Linked DNA regions of Arachis hypogaea: region 1 is linked to region 2. Evidence: chromatin contacts called from public Hi-C data. All regions are on one chromosome and are shown on one strand. The core of a region is the stretch at or near the end of the contact, and the rest is flanking DNA. Distances in the headings are between cores, read along the strand shown. Region 1 has its middle 23 kb from the start of LOC112791751. Region 2 holds the start of LOC112791750 (large ribosomal subunit protein uL15x).

The links. A called contact is a pair of places that touch in the nucleus more often than the background predicts.
Region 1: a contact with region 2 is called in a Hi-C map of leaf, with 1.9 times the contacts expected there. The contact joins the enhancer-like site here to the promoter of LOC112791750 in region 2. A contact is called at or near these places in 2 of 8 Hi-C or Micro-C datasets (both in leaf).

What each region holds. Positions count from the first base shown.
Region 1 is chr3:132,543,738-132,550,946 of arahy.Tifrunner.gnm2.J5K5, forward strand. No RefSeq gene overlaps it. Among protein-coding and RNA genes, the nearest start is that of LOC112791751, 23 kb to the right of the region's middle. Within about 2 kb of position 3,829, at least 3 of the 3 cell types and tissues checked have open chromatin away from gene starts, as enhancers often do.
Region 2 is chr3:132,500,258-132,507,270 of arahy.Tifrunner.gnm2.J5K5, forward strand. LOC112791750 (large ribosomal subunit protein uL15x) reads left to right here and starts at 4,476. Exons shown (of 1, transcript XM_025834702.2): 1 at 4,476-5,099. The coding sequence starts at 4,476. The coding sequence ends at 4,919. LOC112791748 (protein DETOXIFICATION 29) reads right to left here. Exons shown (of 7, transcript XM_025834701.3): 7 at 4,431-7,013.

The DNA of each region.
Region 1 (7,209 bases), core at 2,579-5,078, 43 kb after region 2:
TCAGTAAAACACGAGGTATACATGTAAATATAACCCCAATCACCTTTCCTTTCACACACTCTCTCGTCACTATTACAAGGTAATAACTCGACACCTATACCCGAACCATCATTTGTCAACTTCAAAGCCCTAAGATCACAGAAGGATTCCTCGTCACAGTAAAAAGAATGGGTCTTTACATCTACATGTACCCATTGGTAGGGACCATCACTTTTCACTTTTACTACTTTTTTCTTTTTTTTCTCTCTCTCTAACCATTGTGAAGGTAACACGACATGGAAGAAAACAGAGAAACTAACCTCTTGCAGTCATGTTTCTTTCACTTAAGCGAAAGTCCTTGAGGTCAATTTTTCGTGTCTTTTTCCAAGAAAATAACTATAATAAAGAAGCATAATAACCCACTCACTTAGTGGGTGATTTGCAAGCATAACCGTTCACATACCCCAGGAGATTTTCAAGGCCCAAACTCAATTAAAGAAGGTAACCTATGAATTTATTGTAGGTAACGATTCACAAGGTAAATTTATTACGCAGTTGTATTTCCCAATTAAATTTTTAGCATATAACCCAATTGGCAAATCAAGCTTGGGGGTTATGTATATCGTATCCCTTATACGTCGAACAAATCGGGCTATACCTCAGTCAAATTAATTCAAAATTCAAAATAACTGTAAACCCCTCAACGTATCCAAATCTCTCTTTCGAAATCTCGCCTTTACGTCGGTTACGAAGATCTTGGCACTAACCAACGAATAATTCCACCTCAATCAAACTATAAATCAGGTGGAGTGCCGACAATAGGAGACAGATCATTTCAACACCAATTCATTAATCATATTCTCGCTTTTTGAGTAATTTTTTACTGACTTAAGCGTCGAAGTCCTTTTTGCAGGTACCACACTCGGGTCCGAATTCGCAAGGGTATTACATTTTCAAACCGAGACGTTGCTATAATAGAACAGGACAAAGCCGAATAGTATTTCGAAAAAGAATATCTTTGTCTAAACACCTTCAATTTGCAAATAAATATTTAGTTAACTCTATTATTTTTTATACTATAACAACCTAATTATAAAATTAATAATAATATAAAGATTCAATTAAAAAAAATATATAAAAATTTAATAAAATAATAAGAATAAAAAAAGTAAGTAAACCTAAATTATATACTCCTTATTTTCGCCGCACAAAAATCTATAGAATGTCCAATTGTCCATCATATTTTGAAGAGGAATGGGATTGCTACTCGGCTGTCTTGGTGGAGCAGGTCAGTAGTCAACATTTAGCATTTTTTTTTGAATACTATGGTGCCTATTATTTTTTACCTAAGTTATTAAAAAAGGTAAATAAATAATATTTAATAAATTTTATATGATTTATTTTTTATTTTAAATATTTTATTTTTTATTTAAAAAAAAAGTTAAACAATTTAAATACCATAACAAAGACACCATAAAACTCACCTTTTTTTTTCGTTATGCATGATCTTGTTTTCTTGTCCTTTTGTTGTTTCTACGTGATCATTTTACCAATTTACCCACATATTTTGAGTTTTTGACTAATACTCTAGCAAATTAGCAATTATATCAAATGATTAAGAATTATTATAGCTATTCTTTTATTAAACATTATAGATGTCATCTAAGATACAAAGGGTAAATCATTAAAATCGGTCTCGATTTTTGAATACGCTGACAAAAGGTTAATATCATCCATTTTTGTTAATAATAAAAATATTCTCAAAAATCTTCTAAAATTTGATAAAAATACATCATATTAAATATATATTTTTTAAAAATACTTTAAAGATTAAATTTAATTATAGTTTTTTACAAGCATGATAAAAAGAAGACATTTTTTATCCTTACCATTTAATAATTTTATGCTAAGTAGTTTTATTTTGCAATTTTTTTAATAATCAAAAAAAAATAAAAATTTATAGAGATCAAATTTTTATTTAATTTTTTATGTATTTTTAAATAGTTATCCAAATACTATTTACAATTTTTGAAAACGTTGACAAAAATATTTTTTATTTTTAATGACAACAAAAATATTCTAAAAATATTAAAAAATACGATAAAAATAATTAAAAAATATTTTTATAAATGGCAAATAACTTATTTTAACGAATGATAATAATTGTTTTTTAAGATGTAATATTTATTTTGTTTTTAAAATTTTGTTTCATAAATAATTTATTTTTAAGAATGCATGATAATAAATTTTATTTTTTTAAATTATTAATGAAGTCGTTTATTTTAAAAAATACGACACCTTTTAGTTTTTGGATAAACTGCTGTCTCACAATTGGTAATACAGTGTTAATGTGACCAATTAAAGTTCTATAAATTTTTTTCCCGATTTCATTGATATATAAGAAATGGAGCACAATAAATATTCTTTGCTACATATAAATAACATTTTACATTCAACATAGATACTATATCAAACTTTAAATTAAACATACGCTTCTAATTGACGGCAAACTTATTTTTGCTCTTCCCGATTTATGAGTTATCTGAATAAAATTGTAGAGAATAAATTAGAGACACAATATTGTCGTTATTCTCCTATTCTAATATCGTAATGTTTTAAGTTTGTTATTTTTAATAGTAGGAGTAGTTCCTGCAAAATTTCGATGCTCAACTTAGCATAGATCACAAAAAAAATTAAAATAGAGATCATACTTGAATGTATATATTTAAAATAGTGCATATATTGTGAGGTTGTGATTTTATGAGTTTTCTTATGTGAGTTATTCTTTTCATGAGCTACTCTCGTCATAAAATGTTTGATGTCTTATTGTCGTCTCATCATATAATATTCTTAGACCCATATATATATAATCAATATTATAATATTCTCTTTTAATAGTAGAATAATGGTTACAAGATAATAATTAACCTCATAAAATTGAATTATTAAGTATTAAAATGAGTTATGAGAAATTAATATTTTTTTATAATATATTTTTTGAAATCCAAAAAAATACTTACTCATCAAACCGATTTTTTAAAACTTTTTATGCTCTTGAATCCGAGTTTTAGTATTGGATTTATAAAAATATTCCAAAACAAAATTATACAACTTTTTTAAGAGGTTTAGACTATATGTTGATACTGTGTAACAGTAACGATGACTTCCATGACCTAGGAATCATCTTGTTATGTTATCTTCCATTTCTTCCTCTCTAAATTTTTCTTTTTCGGGTTTTTATTTTTTCTTTGTTTTTTCTTTGAAGTAGTCTTCCATTCCATCTTCAATTTGCTGCTGCTTTTGTAGTTTTTTTTTTTTTGCTGCATCGGGTTTGATCATACATGAAACATAGACCCAGACAAAATTCATTTTGGGCCATATTGAATTTAACTTAACTTAAAACAAATAAAAGCCCTAAATAGCATAAACGATGATAGTAACCCACTTCCCAAATGGTGGCAGAGGCCTATGTGTTGGCCTCATAGAAGCCACATCCCAAGTTTGAATCCCAGCTATAGCTGGGTAGTGATGGAATCTTTAGTATGTGTGAGTGAGTGAGTGTGTATGACCAAAAAAAGCAAAGCCACCTCCCAAATGTAAATTTTGTTATTAATTTATGTAATTAAAAAGAAAGTGGAATTTCAATAAAAAATAACTCAATTTAAAAAAAGAAATCAAGTGTTAGAAAATGAATTATGCTAAAATTTCAAGACGATAATTAATTTGACAAACTGAAAGTAACTTGCTTATTAGAAAAGAAATACAAAAATTTCAAATTTTTTTTTTCCAGTCCTAGGCAGTGTTAGTGTGCGTGTGTTGTGTCGTCTTCAATGATGGGTGATTGCTGCTGATTTGGCAGTCTTGTCGGAATCATTCCATAAAAAAAAGATGGGTATTTTATATTATGAGTAATCAATATCATTATTTTTTCATAAAAAATGCTATTAATAATGGGGAGCTGTAAGCAATATTGATACAGAACCAAGCAATTTCTGTAAAGAAAAAGAATTATATCTCACCAAGATTGTTGTTTCAAAGACTTTAGTCATGAAATTATCATTCTTAAGTAGGGAGTGTTGCGTCAATCGTGAAGAGCTCTCGATTATCGGAAGACTTTGGGGAGGAATCAAGTGAGATAACATAATATGAGAAAATATTACATTTAACTCAAAACTTTAAAGCATCAAGTTAATAGGTTTCTTATCTTATAAACTCCTCACTCTTTCGTACTTTTTGTAATATAAGACTAACTTCAACACTCCTCACACTTGCAACATTAACAGGGAGTACGATAACAACGTTATTAATTTGTAGGTGATAATTTTTTAGGGAAAAAAAGAAAAAGAGAGAGAGAATGGATACCGCTTAGATTCTGGATCCAAACACTAAACGACAAGAAACCATCTTGGAACTTAATCTTTATCAACAATAATAATCCTTCTTGGTTTTATTGTTATGATCCAAAAACTTGGACTCACATCATATAAATGCTCGAATTCAAATAAGCATAGATACCATGTCTCCACAATTAGGCATTGTCGACAAGCAAAATCTAGCTTATGTCTTGGTCAACGATACCAGCTACACTTCCTTCTAATTTTTTCTTCTTAATTCTAACTCAGAACAATTTTAGACGATAATCTACTGCTTTTAATTTTAATAATCACTCCACGCCCCTGTACCAATAGTTTATACTTTATACTACGTAATGTAATATGTGTAGCACTCTTGAGCCACATTAGAAGAGTCTCCATAATAATAATTAAAAAAAACATTTGGTCATATTTTTAAATAATAATAGAAGAATTTAAAATAAATCCAGCTTTTCAAACGCACAATAGTTTCTCTAAGCAAACATTTTTTTCTACCTACATCTCTTTCTTTTTTGGGAAAAAGAAATTCCCCCTCTATAATAATAACCTAAACTATATTTTCTTCATACTCCCTCGTTTGTTGGCTAATTATTAGTTGAAGAAAATTATTTTTTTTATCTCTTTCTTTTATTAATTATAACAATCCCATTATATGTACACCACTAAATTCGTTATCATTAGCAACCAATTATTTACTTATTTATGATCCACGTCATATAAAAAATCAAAATCAAATTTATTCTCACATATTATTAAAATATAGCAAATTTAAAGAATGAAATATATTTATCAAAATAAACAAAATTTCAATATGATAAATAAAAAATAGATCCTTAAAAATAAAAAATATTTTAAATTGATTTTAAAATTCAAATTCCAAATTTTTAAATCCTAACTTCAAACCCTAAATTTGAAACCCAAATTCTAAATTATAAATTCTAAATTTTAGATTCTAAACTAAAAAATTTCATATTTCACGCAATATAAATTGTTCATACCCTGACCCAATACTAAGGCCCAGGTCCAAATACACCAAAAGGCCCAATCCAAAGATTGGCCTTCGTTATTCACCGACTCCTTCAGAAGAGGTCGGACTCAACACAGACTTCTTTCCAAAGAAGTCGGGCTCAAGAGATAACTGGCAGATAACACTTATTCAAATAAGTAACTGTCCCTAAAATCTCTCAACCCACTTCTAGAAGTCATATCCCAACAATCCCTAGATAAAGGGACGGTTATCCACCTAAAAAGGTGGCACTACTCCAACGGTGGTTATTGGTTCACCACTACAAATACACTGACACCGCTTAGGTATCACTAAGTCCCAATACTCTCTAGATCTGCTCACACCCTTGCTAACTTAGGCATCGGAGTGTCTTTGCAGGTACCACCCCCCATTCTCTCACACTCACAAGTCGGAAGGAGTCTCTAAAGGCGCAAACCCGCTCAAAGGCTTCCTCCCTCATACGATTGGGCCAACCCAACGAGTCCAGCCCATTAACCTCCGGTTACCCAACGTAACATTGGCGTCGTTGCCGGGGACATGGAGCTCAATCCTTGATAATGGCGGATGATCAACAAGATGGTCGGACAACCTCTCGACATGAATAAGATGCAAGCATGTTAAAAAGAAGCTGGAATACAGTTTCTATGGATACCAGAAATCCCATAAAAACTTCTCCCAATGGAGAGAGGATATTAAATAGGGATGATGATTCTACTTCTACAGTTAAATTGGATTAAATCAAACAAAAAGAGAAGAAAGCACCATCCCAAGGCCATTGTAAAAGGCAAACCAAGACGAACTCGAAAGCCAATTGAATAAAAGAATTTTCAATTCAGAAAATTCAATTGGCAAAAGAAATTACGTGAACTAAGATGAACTCGAAAGCCAATTGAATAAAAGAATTTTCAATTCAGAAAATTCAATTGGCAAAAGAAGTTACGTATAAAAAAATAGAAAGGGAAAAAAGGGAACATGACTGATCCCAACCTCTTCGTGGAATAGAATGGATAACAACATTTGTGCCGACTTACAACCTCAGAAAAAAATCATGATACCCACTCATGATAATGGAGCAGTTGCATCTTCCAAATACACAGATTTTATAAATAAATAAAATGTCTCATATTGGTCAGTAATTAAAGAAGGAATAGAAAACATTGTTGATAAAAGCAATGAGAACTTTCTTCTCAATTTATGCCAAAAAAATGCAGCATCAGCTAATTTGAATGCAACCCAATCCGACAATGGATTGATGAATCCAGTTTTTTATTCATTGGATTCACATATCAATTACAACAGAGCAGTGAATAACACGAAAAATTCACATGGCACATCTTTTGTTGGTTGCTCACAAATTACATCACTGCCAATGAATATGAAAAGAAATAATCCTGTGGTGGAATTTGATGTCATTTGCACACCAATAAAGATGGATCCGATCCAAAAGACAAAGAAAGTCGGGGTGACAAAGGTCCGGTCTTCATTGGAGGGGATGATATTTGTTCTAAAGAGGTCATGCGTGCAAAGGTTCCAACTAATTTTCAACATCCCAACATGGATCCCTACTATGGATCTACTAATCCACATAACTATCTCAACAACTTCAAAGAAGTCTACTAGGTCGAAAAAAGTTGTACAAAATTCGACCTCTTTTAGAGAGCTCATAAAGAAAAATCCGACCTCTTTTAAAAGTCCGACTTTACAACAAGGTCGGATAGGCTTAAAGCTTACAGAGAAAAGTCCGACCTCTTTCGTGAGGTACGACTTCGAGAACCAGATCCCAAGCATAAATGGCCATGAGAAGGTCATACGAAGAAATTTTTCAATTGACAACCTCATCTTGATTCAAAA
Region 2 (7,013 bases), core at 3,226-5,725:
TACAAGTTATCGAGCATCAAACTGATCCCTTTAGTTATATAAGTGACGTCAATTTAGTCCCTTAAGTTTTATACGTGACATCAACTTAGTCCCTTCAGTTTTATAAGTGACAGAAATTTAGTCCTTGTTCGTTGAATTACATATCAGTTCAATATATATATACCAGTTCATGGAGCAGTAGTCCATCTATTTAGACAAAGCATTGGTTAATTACAAAGACAGCAGTTCAGCAGTTCAGCATATATAAAACGAAATTATACAAGAACAAAACAACATATATCAGAGCAGCCTATACAAATTATACAAACTATGCAATTACTCATGCTAATATTAGAGCAGCCTATACAAATTATATCACAGCAGCCTATACAAATTATACAAATTATGCAATTACTCATGCTAATAAAAGAGCAGCCTATACAAATTATACAACAACAAAACAACAAAAACATGGATAAAACATACCTTCTGCATATCTGAAATGAAACAGAGCTTGTTTTGCTTATAATCTCCCAAGTCTTGATGAAGTAATTCCAAAAACCACCTCCAGTTTTCAGTATTTTCAACAGGGACAATTGCATATGCAATCACATATATGTGATTGTTTGCATCTTGTCCAATTGCAGACAAGATCTGGCCACCATGCTGGGTCTTCAGAAAAGCTCCATCCAAGCCTATGAGCGGTCTACAGCCAACCAAAAATCCCTTCTTACAAGCATCCAAGCAGATGTACATCTTTTCAAATATTGGTTTATCATCAGGGTTGGGCTGAGGGATAACTCCAATTGTGATAGTAGAGCCTGGGTTACTCATAAGCAGTGTCAGCCCATAATCCCTTTTACCATCCCATACTAGGCAGCAACATCACCATACACAACAGTCCTGGCATCTCCTAAGGCCCTAGTCAGTGAACACTTGCTTAGTTCCAAGTCACATTTTGTCTTAAAATACTGAGCAGCCTCACAGTGTCTTAAGTTAGGATATTTTCGTAGCTTCTTCACCAATTTCCCAGCCAGCCACTTCCTAGTAGCCAATCTATTTTTGGTTTCCCTTGCACAACTGTGATCATCATTGAACGTCTTAATCTGCCAGTAATTGTTCTCAGTGTTGTTAGCAGCATAGACAAGCCATCCACAGTTCTCATCCTTACACACTGCTTTCATCCTTACATTATCATTTTTTTAAACCAAATCTTCCGACCCTCCTGTATACAATATTCACGCACAGCCTCTTTGAACTCCATCTTTGTAGTAAATGTCATTCCAACAGCAAGCCTAAGCTCCCCAAACCTACCTCCATCTCTGAACACAGGAAAAACCTCATCCGAATCAATCTCTTCCAATTCATCCTCAGAGTTTGGAGGAGTCTTCAGTTCTTCTGAGTGTCATGAGTCTCCACCATCAGATTCCTCATAACCTTCATCTTGGGCATCATCATATGTTCCCATGGACCCGAACCTAGGAATTGGTCCAAAAAAACGTACATCATCCTCAGAGCCTGAATCAGCACACACGGGACCATCATCCTCAACCATTACAGCCCTCTTTTGTTTAGAATTTTTCTTAGCTATCCTGGTTCTCTCCTTCACATTTGTCTTTTTATTTCCTGCTGATCTCTCCACACCCACATCTTCCTCACTAGACACTACATCACCATCAGATCGATATTGTTCATCCTCCTCACTACCAACACTGGCTTCACTATTCGAGGAATCTTCTGAGCTAGACAATGCCACATGTTCTGTTTGGGGCTGTTTTTCCTTACCAATACTTCTTATACTAATTCCACTAGCAGCTGCTCTTGTTAATGGCCTCCTTCCATATGATGTTGGTACTGCAGATTTTATATTCCTAGTCCCTCTCCTTGGTACAGCAGACTTCTTGGTCTCTTTTGATTTCGACCATGGTTTAGGTATTTCAGTGGGTAGCGACATTTTTTTGGGTGGATTTTTCGACTTGGTTTTACTGGGTTGAGTCACTGTTTTTGGAGGTGGATTGGGGTTGGACATAGGAGTTGCAGTGGGGTGGGATTGTACTTTTTTTGCTGGTTTACTAACAGTAATTGAAATAGGTTGGAGCTTTGTAGTTGAGTCTGATTTTTCGGTGGGAATAGTGGTGTCATTTGGTGCACAGGTTGGAGTAGATGCTGTTGTGGTGGAAATTGGCTCGGCATTGTCATTGGTGGTGGGGTTTAGGGTGGGATTCAAATCCTGTATCACCAAAACCTCCTTCCCTTTAGATGAAACTACCTCTGCTTCCTCAATGTACAGAGGTTCTGAGACTCCATGTTCATAGTAAACATGAACAACCCACTTGTTCTGCTGTCCAAGGTAGCACATCTCCAACAGTTCCTTGTCATTTGTTAAAGTCCTTAGACCATTTTGCAACGGCCTATTAGGAACCAACCACCATGTTTGAGTGACCTTGTCATATCCAAGATCCTTGTGGTAGTCTCGGACAAAGAAGACGTTCAATTTGTCTGTATCAACTCTTGGCAACTCAAAGACATCTCCACCATTGTAAGTCACACCTCCATCAAAATCTGTGATGAATGATCTTCCATGGTGAAATAGTATGGTAATCAAATCATCACCCATCTGCAATTTAAATTTTTTTTATCTTATATCAGCCTCCCTAAACTTCAACCACATTACCAACTTACTAACTCCATAACTAAAACTGTAACAGCAGTAAACCCTTGGACAAAAAAATAAGTTTTCGTCTTAACAAAAACCCCCTTAGTTAGCCTAACCACTAAGAAACCTCCTCCTGATCAAACCCTAGCCAATACCCCAAAACACAAGCATGCATTCTGACATAAAACACTCCAACAAAACGTTTTTTCTCCTTGTGAAGAATAGATTAACAACAAAATTTAAAAAACAGAGTTTCACCACACATTTAAATATTTTTTTTGCGTACCTTTATCAGAGAAACCCGTCTTCACAACTCTCTGTATGCTGCAGATGATGAAGGCGATCCTCTGGAGTTTAGGTTCTCCACCGAAATACGCTCCGGTGACTGCAATAGCACTGGCGCCAGTGAAGAGGATAACGGAGAAGAAGAGAGCTCTGCTTTGTGTTGTGTTTGTGTGTTTGAGTATGGGAGATGAGACGTTAGTGTAACATTGAGGGAGGGGTTTTTTTTCCCATAAAACGATGACGTTTTATGTCTTTTTGGCGCCACACCAAAAACGACGTCGTTTTGGGTTGCAAACGTGTCACTAACGACGCCAGGTCAGCTTTCCGATTGCGCCAGCTGGACGAAATTCATCGGAAGGACCACTATGAGTACCGGAGATCAAGTTCAGGAACGATCTAGACAAATTTTTAAGTTCAGAGACTACTTTGATCCTCGAGGACAACTTAAGGAACCACTTTAATGCTTACCTCGAAGGTTTAGGTTCCTCACATCAAGTGGTCTGTAACCAATTAAAAAAAAAAAAGAAGAAATGATATTACAGCCGCGAGAGTAGATAATGTAGTGAGTTTACTTGGAATTTTTTTCCAGAAGGGTGGGTTGAACAGCTTCTACTTATTATATCGTCACAATATTCACTCACATTATATACTCATTAATATTACGAGTTTTTATTCACCATTGGTCTTAACCAATCTCAAATTTAAATATACTTATTGCAAGACATAGATGATAACTAATAAACTAAAGCATTGCGTGTATTTACTTGGCACTTAAGAATATGATCTCTGTAGTTGGTTAGTTGTGGACTGTCCAGTGTCGCGTATTGGCTGCTTTTGATTAACTTGATAATTGAAGCTCAGTTTTTTCGTATTGTCAAGAGATTAACTTAACTATAGTTATACAGTTATAAAATTGGTGAAACATCAGTCTGAATGCTCATGGAGCAAATCAAATCAAAATCAATTAAACTTGTCGTAATTGATCATCTAAAGAACAAAAATTTTTGTGATGTTTTCTGGGCCAACAACATAACAGGTTCTTCTTTATTTCTGGCTCGACATTATCAAATAAAGGCTCAGAGCCCAAATACAGTATGGTTCTTGGCGGCGAAGTCCGAAGTGAAGGCGCCGCGCTTCCGTCTTGGCAACTCAAGCAAGGCGAGAACGACGGGGAGAGCAGCAGGTCCGCCGGCGAAGATCCGGGCTAAAGCGCCGATGCAGGAGACGGCGGGAAGAACAGCGACGACGAGGAATGAGTCTTCAGAAACGGGATAAGGTACCGATAAAGAGCTACAGCTGCAGATTGGGGAAGGAGAGCTCTTCCAACTCCGGGTCGGGTCATAGGTTTGGGGATCCGGTTTTGTGTGATTTGGGCTTGTCTGTTGTCCTGGACTCTAACAAAAAAAAGGCCCATAACACCAAAACCCTAGTTGTAAAACCATAAACCAAAAAATCTAAATCCATCCTCACGCAACTATAAAATACCCCAAACCCTAATTCCTCTATCTCTGTCCGCCGAACCCCTACCTTCAGAGTGCTCGCTTGAGATCCGAAGATGACAACTCGCTTCAAGAAGAACCGCAAGAAGCGCGGTCACGTGAGCGCTGGGCACGGTCGTATCGGAAAGCACCGTAAGCACCCAGGAGGTCGTGGTAACGCCGGTGGCATGCACCACCACAGAATCCTGTTTGACAAGTACCATCCCGGTTACTTCGGTAAGGTAGGTATGCGGTATTTTCACAAGCTCCGCAACAAGTTCCATTGCCCAATCGTTAACATCGACAAGCTGTGGTCATTGGTCCCGCAAGAGGTGAAGGATAAGGCCTCTAAGGAGAAGAAGGCTCCATTGATCGATGTAACTCAGCATGGTTACTTCAAGGTCTTGGGAAAAGGTGTGCTCCCTCAGAACCAGCCTGTTGTCGTCAAGGCTAAGCTTATTTCCAAGGTCGCCGAGAAGAAGATCAAGGAGAACGGTGGCGCCGTCCTTCTCACCGCTTAGGTTTCCTTTTAAACTTCATTTTCTTTTTCTTCATTCAGGAGTTTTAAGTTTTGTGATCTGTTGAGACTCTGGTTTCTGATCGTTTTAATTTTAATTAAATGCTGTTATGGATATTTTCCGAATCGTAATGCTGTCTTATATTGCTAAGGATATATATATTTTTTAGAGAAGTTTATTTCATATGCGCTGAACCGTTGTTTCAATTAGATTAGTTAATCTATTAATCCAGTTTGCGCAATGGAAATGGTTCTTCAGGAGTGCTTGGAGAAATCTATTCTAGGTTTGTCTTTTGATCTGTTTAATTCATATCCGCAACCAAATCTATTCTGCAATCTGTTAAGCTGCGGTGGTATGTGCAGAGAAACTATGAAGTTGCCTAATTTTTATTAGGCTACGGATTAATAGATTGTGAAGAAGCTTTAATACTCGGGGGTAATTCACGGTTTTCTTAAAAGAAAAAATTATGGAAGCGATTAAATTCATCAGTCCACTGATCAGTATGCTTGCGGCCTAAAATCAAACTTCCAATGTAATTGTTAAGGATAATCTTGTTCCGCCATTTCCAATAAATAATGCATAGATATTGAAAATACAGTAGTAGTAATAGTATTGGGATTTTACACCATAACAAGTTATCTTCTCACGGAAATGGGGAAATGTTTTAAGTTTTACCTCCTTTCTCCTGCTGGACTTCGCTTGGGCTAGAGTGTGAAATTCAAACTTTTGTTCACTTTTTTTTTTATAATTTGTGCAAAACATATTTGTGTAATATTTTATCATTAGAAGGTTAATTTTTTTTGTTGGTAGAATCGTATGGATCTACCTTATAAAGTTATATATGACATTTTAATACTACAGTCCCAACACAATAGACAATACATGTATTACAACAAAACCCAAGAGCTTCTTTGAAAGCCTGATAGCCCATAGAACATATAGAATTTACAAATCAATTCCATCCCTAATCCTACCCTCCAGCCACCTCAATCAACGATATTTGTTCCAGTTACAGCTCCGTATGTTTAGTGTATAGCATGAGACATGGACACACAGACATAGTTCATCTCCATTCATAACAAAAAATTACGCAGGTAACAAAAATTTTAGTAATTTTAACAACAAATTTAATACATATCTTCTTAATCAAATAACAAGTAATTAATTGGCATGATTTCTATTTTGAATCCTTGTGTCAATTTTAACTTGTTAAAAAAATTAATTGGAGGGTGAAATATTTCAACGCGTAGAAGCCAATGGAAATAAATTATCCATAGTATCCATACTATAATTTTTTTCCTAATACATAATATTAAAAAACAAATAAAAAATAGAATTTCATTTTAGGAAAAAAATCCAGAAAAGGGCAAATAAAAGGATGAACAAAGATGAAGATGGAGACACAATTGGTCGATGATAAAGGTTTGATTGCAATATGGCAGAGATACAAATCGCAGATCTGGAGATTTAGAAGAAGGAAGAAGACAGAGACGCAATCTGGAGAGTATGAAGAGGAAGTGATGGCAGGCCATGAAGAGAGAAGAAACAACCAAATAGAGGATGTGTGTGGGCGTGTCTCTGTCTTAAGCAGACACACCCACTAACCAAACACTACTGTAATTCATGGAAACCTGGCCTCCAGTTGGATGACTTAGACCTTCGGTTAGATTTTTTCGACTTATATGGGGAACCGGAACACAACCTGGATATGGAGCGCTATACTTGGGTGCAACAAAGCTAGTACTACCAAAACAGAAGCAACAACCTCTAAATTGATTCTTTAATTTCTTGCAGATTGCAAGCCGGAAGGCAAAGTAGCATTGTGACATAAAAGAGAGTTCAGAAGGGATGAGTGTTGAGAAAGAAACAGGTGAACGGAAGAAAAGGATGAGCAGCAGCAACCCCATCCACTACAGCCCTATCGTCCGAGACTCAGCCACCCCTGTTTGAGGGGTGGAGATAGAGAAGTGCTAGAGGATTATCGAAATTTATTGTTTTTGACCATCACATTTGATGATAAAAAATAATAAATTTTGATGACTTTCTAGCATTCCTATCATACGAGGCAACTAGGCATAACACTTCTAAATTATACAA